Regions from separate parts of the Anser cygnoides genome. Here region 1 is linked to region 2. Evidence: chromatin contacts called from public Hi-C data. All regions are on one chromosome and are shown on one strand. The core of a region is the stretch at or near the end of the contact, and the rest is flanking DNA. Distances in the headings are between cores, read along the strand shown. Region 1 holds the start of ZFAT (zinc finger and AT-hook domain containing). Region 2 holds the start of ST3GAL1 (ST3 beta-galactoside alpha-2,3-sialyltransferase 1).

What was found. Hi-C and Micro-C count contacts between places; a contact is called where the count stands out from the background.
Region 1: a Hi-C map of liver shows a contact between it and region 2, with 1.6 times the contacts expected there. The contact joins the promoter of ZFAT here to the promoter of ST3GAL1 in region 2. A contact is called at or near these places in 2 of 7 Hi-C or Micro-C datasets (granulosa cells and liver).

The regions. Positions count from the first base shown.
Region 1 is chr2:156,296,010-156,301,676 of Taihu_goose_T2T_genome, reverse strand. ZFAT (zinc finger and AT-hook domain containing) reads left to right here and starts at 3,253. Exons shown (of 19, transcript XR_010828828.1): 1 at 3,253-3,418.
Region 2 is chr2:155,772,698-155,777,730 of Taihu_goose_T2T_genome, reverse strand. It overlaps ST3GAL1 (ST3 beta-galactoside alpha-2,3-sialyltransferase 1), which reads left to right and starts at 2,959. Exons shown (of 6, transcript XM_066990761.1): 1 at 2,959-3,130. The coding sequence starts at 2,984. LOC106043263 (a long non-coding RNA gene) reads left to right here. Exons shown (of 3, transcript XR_001211591.3): 1 at 1-159; 2 at 703-787; 3 at 875-1,491.

The sequences.
Region 1 (5,667 bases), core at 2,004-4,503, 520 kb before region 2:
TAGGCCAGACACCAAAGCTCCAGCTCTGATTTTTTTCCTTCTCTTTCATCCTTGGTAAAGAAGCAGCATTTATTAACGCAGGCTTCTGATTGTGCGAAGCAGAGCTGTACGAAATAACCGCATGGAAGCAGCAACACACCATGTGCGGTGTTGATGCTCAAGCAGCGGCTCTGACTATGTGAGAGACTTGGGACAAGCACTTTTCTTGGCAGGAGAGTCCACCCTACTTGCTGTTGTGAGGCTTGGTGACTCAAGGACCAGAGAATGTTCTTTCAATGCCAAGGTAAGGATGAATATTACTCATGTCCTAAAAAGAGCACAAGCCCTTCCTTTCAGGGGAGGTGAGTGTCTGAGCACGCACGTGCTTTGATCTTTATTGCTCCAAGCAGAAAACGTTCTCCAGAAGCTGGCGGATACAGAGACAAGCAGGGATGGCAGGAAGGACAAAAAAGGGCACGTGAAGCTGGAGTCCAGAAAGTGAGAAGTGCGAGTCAAGGCAGCTAAAGACAAAAGCATGATCCTAAATGTCTCTCGTCATCAGGTCAGGATATCCATCCTGCTAAAATGTTGCTCTGTCATTCCGATCAGAGGAGAAAAGTTAGCAGAGGTATGTGTCCGCAGCTCACGTAAGGGTCGTCTTTTCCTTCTCTGATGCCTTGTATTTGGGCCCCTGATGTAAACACAAAAAAAAACCCCGCTGCATTTCTGTATTAGCTCTCTTATGAAAGTCATTCCAGAGAAGCATCGGTGGGTGAACATTCGTGCAGTACAGCTTCTCCAAGCCTTTCTGCTAGGGCCTAAGGCTCAGTGTGTCTGTGGCTGAGCCCTCCTTGGCAGCAGCCCTCCTGTCCTTTCACATGGCATCTGTAGAGACTGACAGTGTGCAGTGCGCTGTGAGGCTGCGGGCAGCGTAACAAAACAGAATAAGGCACCAGCTAGGAGAGGTGACTTTGTTTTGCAACAAAATTATTTCATTTCCTCACACTTGCCCTTCCATATTCACAAGCACCAGGACGCTTGAACTTCCTGTGGTGACACGGCAGATGAGTTCCCATCACGTGTCCTGAGTGTCCTGGGTTTGCCTGACAGGCAGATGCGGTGTTTGGATGTGTCTTTTGTGCTGTTTTGGAGTTTCCAGTAGTTTTCATCTTTTGTGCGTTCATCTTGCCCCACTGCTGTAAGTCATCGGGCAACAGTGCGCTTTCCATAGGCACTGGTGGCTTAAGTCACAGGGACCCTTCTTCCTTTTGGCTACAGCGTTGTAGTTTGTTCTGTCTTCTTCTTAGATGCAATCTAAGGGCATTGGCTTTGATGAATCCTTACCTGTTACGGGTTTTTCTTTGGAGGCCAGAAGACACCTACAAGAATAAGTACAGGATAAAATTGTGAAGCTGGTTGTTAGGATAAAAATCCCAATTCTTTCAAAGTCCTAGGAAAAAAAAAGTAATGCAAAGAGGAAAATTGCAGACATCAGCCCGACCGTCTTTAAGGACATGGTGGTAGTACAGAGGTTGCTTCCACAAAGACAAAAAGACCACCGAGACCGATCGCTCTTGCAACTAAGAATTTTTGGCATTACGATGGAATAAAATGCCCAAGTGATGGGAGAGATGGCTCAGTCCCAGAATTGTGGTGAATTGGGTTTGGGGCTCTGGAGGCAGTATTTAGAAAATGTGGATCATTATAGAACTGTTTTCTAAATTAAAAACTGGCCTAAGGAATATATAGGTTTTGAGGCCTTCTGCCTGTGGCTGAATTTTGCTTGTCATGATGCCATGTAAGCAGCGATATTTGTAAGTTATTTTAAAGGCAACTTCTCAGTAAATATGTATTCATTATTTCTCTTACAACAGGAAATTATTTAGGTTTATTACTGGAGTTAATGCCAAAATTAATTCTTGTTTTCACAAGTTTTGCTCTCTATGCTTAATTGAATACATCTGCAGTATGACAACAACAAAAAAATCAAATAGATAATATAATATCATCAATGTTTAGGAAGGATAATGCAATTTCTGTGAAGTCATTTGCACTGAAATTAATTACAGTGACAGACACTGGAGTTCAATACTAAGTTAATTAATATTGAATACGTACAACATTTATGATGATTTAAGAGTGAAGGTGATAAAACTGATATTTGGTGATTATTAGCGTAGAAACAAAGCAGAAAAGCAATAAAACAGAAAAACGTGAGGTAAAAGTGGGTGTTTGTGAGTACTCCGATGTAACTTGTTGCATTTTGTCATGGAATCATAGAATCATTAAGGTTGGAAAAGACCTCCAAGGTCACCTGGTCCAACCATCCCCCTACCACCAATGTCACCCACTGACCCATGTCCCCAAGCACCACGTCCAACCTCTCCTTGAACACCCCCAGGGACGGTGACTCCACCACCTCCCTGGGCAACCCGTCCCAACGCCTGGCTGCTCTTTCTGAGAAGAAATGTCTCCTCGTTTCCAACCTGAACCTCCCCTGGTGCAACTTGAGGCCATTCCCTCATGGAAATACCTGTCATCAGGCTCATTTCAAGAATAAAAAAAAAATAATAAAGAAAGAACTTACTATCTGAATAAAAACTTTGGAGCTGAGTGAAAAAAATTGTGTGATTCACCATAGCTAACACATGATGAAGTATGGCTAAGGCGTGTGTAACTTTTGAGGCACATTCCCGTAAAAAATAAATTTACAAAACACAGCACAGTCGTAAACAGTATGTGAAACACCCTAAGAACTAGTGTTTATTTACAGATCCTTTAACATTGTGGAATTTTTTGGTTAAACTTGTACAAATACGTCCCAGTATACATGAGGCAGTATTATCAGCCACTGGGTTTCCAGTTTTGTCACGCGTGTTCTTATAAACTATGATTTTTTTTTTTTCATCGTTTTTGAACTAAATGGACGTAAATGTAACATACAGAAGCTTTTGAGGTGATCTAAGGGGAGCCGGGAGCCCTCGCTCCGCCTGAGGGGAGGGCGCGGCGCGCGCCCCGCCCAACGGTCGCCCCTCAGCCGTTGGGCGGGGCGCGCGCGCGCCCCCCTCCCGCTCCCTCCCCCCCCCCCTCGGGCCCCGCCCTCTCCCCCTCCCCGCCCCCCGTCGCTGCGGAAGAAGCCGCCGTGTCGGGCGCCGCAGATTCGCCATAACCCGCCGCTTGGCTAGCCTTACCCCCCCTCTTCCCCCCCCCCCCCGCCGCCCCAAATCCATCAAAATAATTTTATTTATTTTTTTAAAGGAGGAAGGGCCGCGCGGCTCGGAGCGGTTTTTTTTTTTTTTTTTTTTTTTAAAAATTTGGGCTCTTCCCTTTCCCGACCAGGCCGCGCCGTTGGGGTTTCGGTCAGCTGCCCCCCTCCCCGCTCCTCCCGCCGCCGCCCCCAGCCCCTTTCCCCGCCCGGTGATGGAGGCTGCGGCTGCAGGTGAGCGGGGCCGGGGCCGGGCCGGGCGGGGGAGCGCGCACGGGGCCGCTGACAGGGGCCGGGCGCTGAGGGAAGGGGGGAGGAAATAAGTCCCGGCGCGCGTACCCCTCCGCGTGAGAAAGTAGTCCCCCGAGGAAGGCGGGCAGCCGCCGCCCCCTGCCCACCCTTATCAGCCATCGCGCTGCCGCTGAGGGCGACGGGGGGCCGGGGCTGCTGGAAAAGGGTCGGGGAGCAGCGGGGCGCAGCGCGGGGCAGTGGGGCGGCGGAAGGATTACGCGCTCCCGAGGTGATGCGGCTCTGAGGGAGCCGCTGGGGGAAGGGGCGGCTGAGGCACGGCGGGTCCTGAAGCGGACCTCAGCTGCCCTCGGCTGTCCTCGGCCGCTCGCCGGAGCTGTTGTGTCCCCAGTATTCAGCGGGGTGTGATAGTTAACGCTGAGTTCTGGCACTGCTCTGTCACCTTCGTGTGTTGGTTAGGGTTTTGTGGGGATTTACGTGCGGAATCATAGAATCGCTACGGTTGGAAACGACCTCCGAGATCATCTGGTCCAACCACCCCCCTGCCACCAACATCACCCATAAACCATGTCCCTAAAAAATGAAGTAACACAGACGTGACAGCCAACATAATACTGTGTATGTGCTGTCTGCGTTTCACAACCCTGTGTTTGTTGTATGGGTTTGTGAGGTGATGTTGCAATGCTTTAATGCCGGTTAATTGCCCTGTAGACTGACATCTAGCTTTCAGCTGTCATTCCTGGAGATGAATTTTTAATTGATATTTAGGATCCCAAATTATTTCTGGCTCTCCTGGGCAGTGTTCATAGACAGTACAGCTCAGAATTTTATGCCAGAGAGGGAACAGGAGAATAACTTGAATCTAAACAGCGGAATACCCAACAAGTGTTGTGTTGCCTGAGTACTATTTTGTAAAAGCATTCCAGGACCACTTTATATTCTCTCAGGAAGAGCAGTCAGGCGTTGGGACGGGTTGCCCAGGGAGGTGGTGGAGTCACCGTCCCTGGGGGTGCTCAAGGAAAGGTTGGACGTGGTGCTTAGGGACACGGTTTGATGGGTGACACTGGTGGTAGGGGGACGGTTGGACCAGGTGGTCTTGGAGGTCTTTTCCAACCTTAATGATTCTATGATTCTGTGATTTAGATGGGAAACTAATTCTCTTACTACTACTAATAATAATTCCTCATTTATTCAAGCACATTTGTCTTAATAAAATGAGCACTGTGAGAGCAGTTGAACCCAGATCTGCTGTGAGCGTTCGGTGCCCGATAGATGCTGCACCCAAAGGGAGCGTTTCCTTTGGGTGTGCTTCCAGAAGCCAGGTTCAGAGCATCTCAGCCAGATCATCCTGAAGGTGATGGCTGAGTGCATCCTCTGTGCTCATTCTGTGAGGGCTTCCAAATGTTTTGGGTATTACAGTGCTATAACCTAGTGTATTTTTGTGGGGGCTCCTGCAGTGTTGCATTTAACCACATGAGGGCGATATTAGAACGTTAAACAAGGCAAAGTCTTTATGGACATGTATCTTTTTAAATGATGGAAAAACTACTTTGTTTATATATTCGATATATTGATTATTCTGAACTGCTGCGGATAAGCTTCTTTATTTTATTATGTTTTCATACAGAGCCATTTGTGGAGAAGACTTGTTGCCTTTGGTAGTGGTCTAAACTTGTTAATAGAAGATCCCTTTTAATCCAGTCCTGAATTTATACTCTAGGCAACATAAGTGTGTGTAGGGGGTGTCTTCTTTTGAAGAACTTTACACATACTTCTGGAAAAAGTTACAGAAAGCTAGTGTGTGTAAAAACTAATAAATAAAATCATATATGTATATCTGCCTTCATTGATTAAACATCAGTAGTTTTAAAGTATTTTTTTTGACAAATTTAGTAATGCAGAGGTTAAATACAGTGCTTTGGGGTATTGTGAGAATGGAAGGATGTGCTTCAGACAGAGGAGAGGAGTAAGAGCTTTGTGCCTTTTCCCTGTTGGGGCAGCTTCACAACGAGGCACGAGGCAGGTTCTGCTTTCTGGTGGTATCTTGGACAGCTCTGAAGCAAGGCGATGTAATTTGTGATACCCAGTCTGCTCGTAACTCAAGTTAACTGCCCGAAGTTGGCACATCTGTCAAAAAGCAGTACTGCGGCCTGTTACTCCCTTCTTTCTCTACCTGTTCATTGGAGATGACGATGTCAAACCATTGTGTCAAATAATCCCAAGGCTTTGTCTAC
Region 2 (5,033 bases), core at 1,710-4,209:
AAATGAAATAAAATGAAACGATGCTAATAACAGCACAATCAGTTAAGGCACAAGTTTTTAAGTCTTTGCTTGGGAAAAGCTGAGGATTTGCAGCTGAAGTGGCTGGGAGTAGACAGTACTCGAGGCATGACAGGATCAAGATGCACGAAGATAAATCAGGTGAATTTTACTGCTGTGCCTTTCTGCAGGTGATACCTGCACTGCCTAGAATGGTCACTGATGTTGGGGAGTTTGTGTATGTTACAGGTGTACAAAACACCCCAAAAGTATACCACGTCTGTCCCTCTTTGCCATATGGTTACTTATATTTACCCTCTTTTTTATGTACTTTTGTCATTTGTTTGTTTTGCAGTAAATTGCTTGTGGCCAATGAATGTTTCTACGTGAATTTAACTTCCTGTATCCTGAGAGATGTACTATAGTTTTATCTATTTTAATATCCTCACTGTGTTTTATTCCTATTTCGTGTTTATTATTCCTCTCAGGCTTTATATTGTCCTTGTAGGAAAAAAAAAAAAAATCATTTATCTAAGAATATAAAAGCAAAGCAGTATTTCATTGCTGGGATTTTTTTTTATGTGAGTTTGCTAAGGGCTTGGCTTGAGCTCCAGACTTGCTGCTTATTTCTGCAAATCAGGCTTTTGGTATTTACTGTGTGTTTTTATGTGCTACAGCACTGAAATGTTTTTCTGCCTTTCCCAGATATTTATTGAGAGCAAGTTCTGCCATATCACAACTGCCACCCACAGCGGATGCTCCCATGTCCAGCACTAATGAGTCCTAGAAGGTAAAAATGTGTCACTGTGTAATTGTTTGGCATCGAAGGAAATCCTGCACTGATGTAAAGCTCTCTCAGACACAGTTCTGCATCTAGGTGCTGTGAAGCAGATGCTGAGAGCACTGGCCGTACGTTCAGTCCCACCGAGCTCTTCCATCTCCTTGCCATACAAGCACCAACAGCAACCAGAGGAAGATGCTGCATGCTTTTTTGGGTTCTTTCCTCCTTGATTTTTAAAGCACCTTAACCCCGGAGTCAGATTCTGGACACTGTGGAGGCTGCTGAGGACCTGATCTAAATACCTGTTTCAAACCTCTGAGCAGTTCTCAGCTGCCACAGCAGGCTTAGGATCAGAGGACACCACGGCAGTTCTGAGAAATCTGAACAGATAGGACAGCAGTTCAGTGTTTAGTTTGCAACATAAATAAATAAGTAAATAAGGCAAGATGACCTAACTGGCTGAGATCAAACCATCTATCAAACATGGCAAAGTCAATTGCTATCAGATACCTTTATAAAGTTCACGTTCTTGTTTTCACTACTTATTACATTGTTCTAATGACGACATTTGTGTAAAGTAACTGCAGTGCCTCTTGCGCATCTAAATAAAGAATATTGTTCATTTTCTCAGCAGAAATAACATATATGTAGATGACCTGTCTCTCTTACCAGTCAGAACAGAGTTCAGAGTTCAGTTGTGGCCAATAATCCTAGTTTCACGGTTACAAAATTTTTTTTTTTCAGAAGTATTTAATCTGCTTCACAGGCAGCTATAGCAGTCAATAGGTGTCTCTGTACAATACCTAACAAACACGTATGATCAGCTGCGATAAGAAGACAGATTTCCCAGTAAGCCCATCTACATGGAGTTTGGCCTTGGAACGGGGACAGCATTTATATCGCTCTGGCAGGGTCAGCAATCGCTCCCATGATGCTGGCTGTGACAGCACGCAGCCATTGCAGTGCATTTCAGCGTGCACGAACACCTTGGGTCTTATTCAGCCCAAGTATTGGAGGATCTGGGGATGGGGCATCTGTTGGCCACGCTCCCACCCGTGCCTCCTCTTTCCTCCAGCAATAGCACGGTGATAGCGCTTAGCTTCCCCGCGAGTCTTTCAGAGCAAGCCAGCCATTGCTGAACAGCAATTTATTTACACAGGCGAGGAGAAATAGCTTCTTGGCAACTGCGTACACAGCAAATGCTGATTTTTCTATTTTAACTTCTGCTTCTTGGCCTAGCCGCGATGGCAGTTGGCTTGTTTGGAGGATGGCAGGTTACCTACTGAAAAGAGAGCAAATGCAGGGAGGGCAAACACCAGCCCAAATCTGCTCTCTCCCCTTGGGGTGCCCATTGTTACATTTTGCTGAAACACTTGACACTGGTTTTGGCCTCAGAGAGCTTTCAGAATAATCCAAAGGATTTCTTTGTTAATTGCAATCCCGGAGTTAAAATAGAAATGAAAAGCTGGACAATCCAGAGAAGTGAGGGAGTGGAAACAAGTTGGTGAGGCTGAAACCTGCACGGACTTTGAGCACCCACAGGATAGGTGCCTAAAGCCGGCATTGCGTCAAATAGTTTCACCAGACACTTTACCAGTTGCAAGTATCTGTCTGGGGGTTCTTTAACGACGCTTTTTAATTCCGCAGCATTTTATAGTAACCTTAAAAACGTCAGATACTGGACGCGAAGAAGGCATTATTTACTATGTGCTCTTTTTTTTTTTTTTTTGTTTTAATCATCATTAATGACGCAAAACGCGCTCTCCCCACGGGAAGCCCTGAATTTCTCTCCGCTTTCCCTCCTGCGCTCGGCGCCGGGGATCCGCGCGGGCGCAATTTTCAGACAAGGAGAGCTTTTGGGGCGCGGAGGGGAAAACGAGGGGGGGCGAAAGCGTTTCGGGGGGGGGGGGGGGGGGCCGACGCAGGGCGGTGTCAGGAGCAGGTATTTCGCCTCGGTGGATGGGGCGGGGGCGAAGTTTGGGCTGGCGGCCGGCGGGGACGGGCTGTGCGCGCATCTCGCCTCCTGCGCGCCCCGCGCCTCCTGCGCCTCCTGCGCCGCGCAGCAGCCGCGCAGCACCGCGGAGAGCCGCGGAAAGGGGGGCGGAGGGGGGGGGGGGGGCAGAAGGGGGCGGCTCCGCCTCGCCCGGCTCCGAGGAGGAGCCGCCGGGGGCCCCGGCTCCTTCCACGTGGCTGGGGGCGCGCTATATGAGCGGGCAGGAAGCCCTGCCGGGGAGGGAAGGGGAGGGACGGGGGAGCGGAGGCTGCAGCAGCTCGGCGAGGATCCGGCAGCGATCGGTTCGCCCTTTCCCCGGCCATGGGGTTTGGCCGCCAGCCGGCCCCCGGCGCCCCGCCGTGAGTACCGGGCTCCCTCCTCTTCCTCCTCCTCCTCCTCCTCCCCCGCTTACCTGCAAATCCTCCCGCTCCCCCTGCTGCTCCTCGTTCGCTTAAGTTGGTTGTTATTATTATTTATTTTTTTGGGGGAGGAGGGGGGGTGGCGGTGTTATTGTGATCATCTGGAGGCAGAGGGTGGCCCCGCCGGAGCCCGCAGCATCCTCCGCCGGCCGCTCCGGAGCGGGGCGGCTGCGCCCCATCCCGCCGGGCTGCGCCCCCCAAAAATCCCCGCAGAGGGGCAGAGGTGGGCTGGGGGGCACGGAGAGGCTCCGGGCAGCCCCCTTCCGTGGCTGGGTGGCTGGGGAGAAGCCTAACGGAGTCCCACAGCCCGCTGTTTGTATGGATTCATTTCTTTGCTTATTTATTTTTTTCACTTGGGTGGGCTGTGCGGCGAGGGAGGGAAGGCAGTGTTGCTCCGTTAGGGGAAAGCAGGCTGGCTGCCTGAGGTACCAGCACATCCCTGCTCGCAGAATGAGTCTCCAGCGGAGTATAAATAACTAATCTCCGAGTTTGTTTGTTAGGTGTGTTGGTGTTGCGCTGGAGATGTCTCAGCAGCGAGCGTGGAACCTTTGTCCTTGTAATGATTGATTTTAGTTTTGGCAGAAACAGAAAACAAACTAGTTAAAAAATAAAAAAATAAAATGCCTGGATGCATATTTACTCCTTTGAGACTTGCAGGATTTTTCAACTATTTGTCAAGGTTGAGTGTGTATGTGTCCAACACACAGAAATAACTCTTTCATATAATTGTAAGTCTAAATTATATATTTGCCTGCTGGGCACACATGTTAAAGGAAAAACCTCCCTAATTATGGATCCTTCAGAGAGATTGGAAGGGTGACAAAGCCCTTGTAATCTTTTGGGTCAATTTTCATAAGCTCCAAAAGCCCTTTTTGAAAAGGAAATTAAACTTCAGTGTGGAAAAGAGACAGGAAATTCGAGGATATGAAAAAGAAACTCCACCTTTCCCTCTGATCCTGTCCCCAGGAGTTCCTTTACATTGGTGCCCTTCGGTGACAGAAGGGAAAATGAAGAGCCAGCCGCCTCTAAGCAGCCTTCCTGCCGCTTGGCAGTTGAGAAGATACTCAGTTAGCAGCAGCACGCTCCTCCTGGGGGTTATTGACATGGCTGTAGCTGGAGGGGTGGTCGTGGGAAGCATCTGCTTTGAAACACTTGGATCTCCGCTCCTAGTGTCCCGCGCGGTCCATGCCAGCCAGGGCCTTCTGCAGCCGATATGTTCACCCCTCCTCAATTCTTAGGGCTTTGTCCAAAGCCCGTGGGGCTCTGCCCACTGTTTGTAAGGGATCGGCAGAGCTGCTCTCCGGTTAGAATCTGGGGTTTGTCCCAGGGCCCCTCTCTGGCTTTTGGCAGCGGCCGGTGGCTATCTGCAGGGCATGGCTGTGCTTGAGGTCCCTTCTGGGAACTTGATAGCTTCTAATCTGTTTGAACGCACTTCCAGGCTGAGGCTGGGGGGTGGAGAAGGGAATGACCGGATAAAAAAAAAAAGGTGGATTTTTTTCTTTTTAATAAGTTAAGGGCACTTGTTTTCTTGATTATCCCTGAAGCAGTAAAAACTCCAGTGTGGGTCCACAGTGAACTTGGTGCTCTTCCTCTGCCGATTTCTCACTTTATTTACTCTATTTTGGTGCTGCTGTAGGATAACATTTCAGCAGGTTTAAATCCTTTGCCTCAGCAAAGACAAAGCCCCAGACTGTGGTCCTCCCAAACCTGTTTTTTTTTTCTCCTCAATAACAATAGTTTTTTAAAGTACTCTCCTGTCTGATATACTTGTATTTTACCTTTCTGCTAGTAGCATGTAAGAGCACAGTCTCGGACAAAGCAAAAGGAGAGAAAAATCCAATTC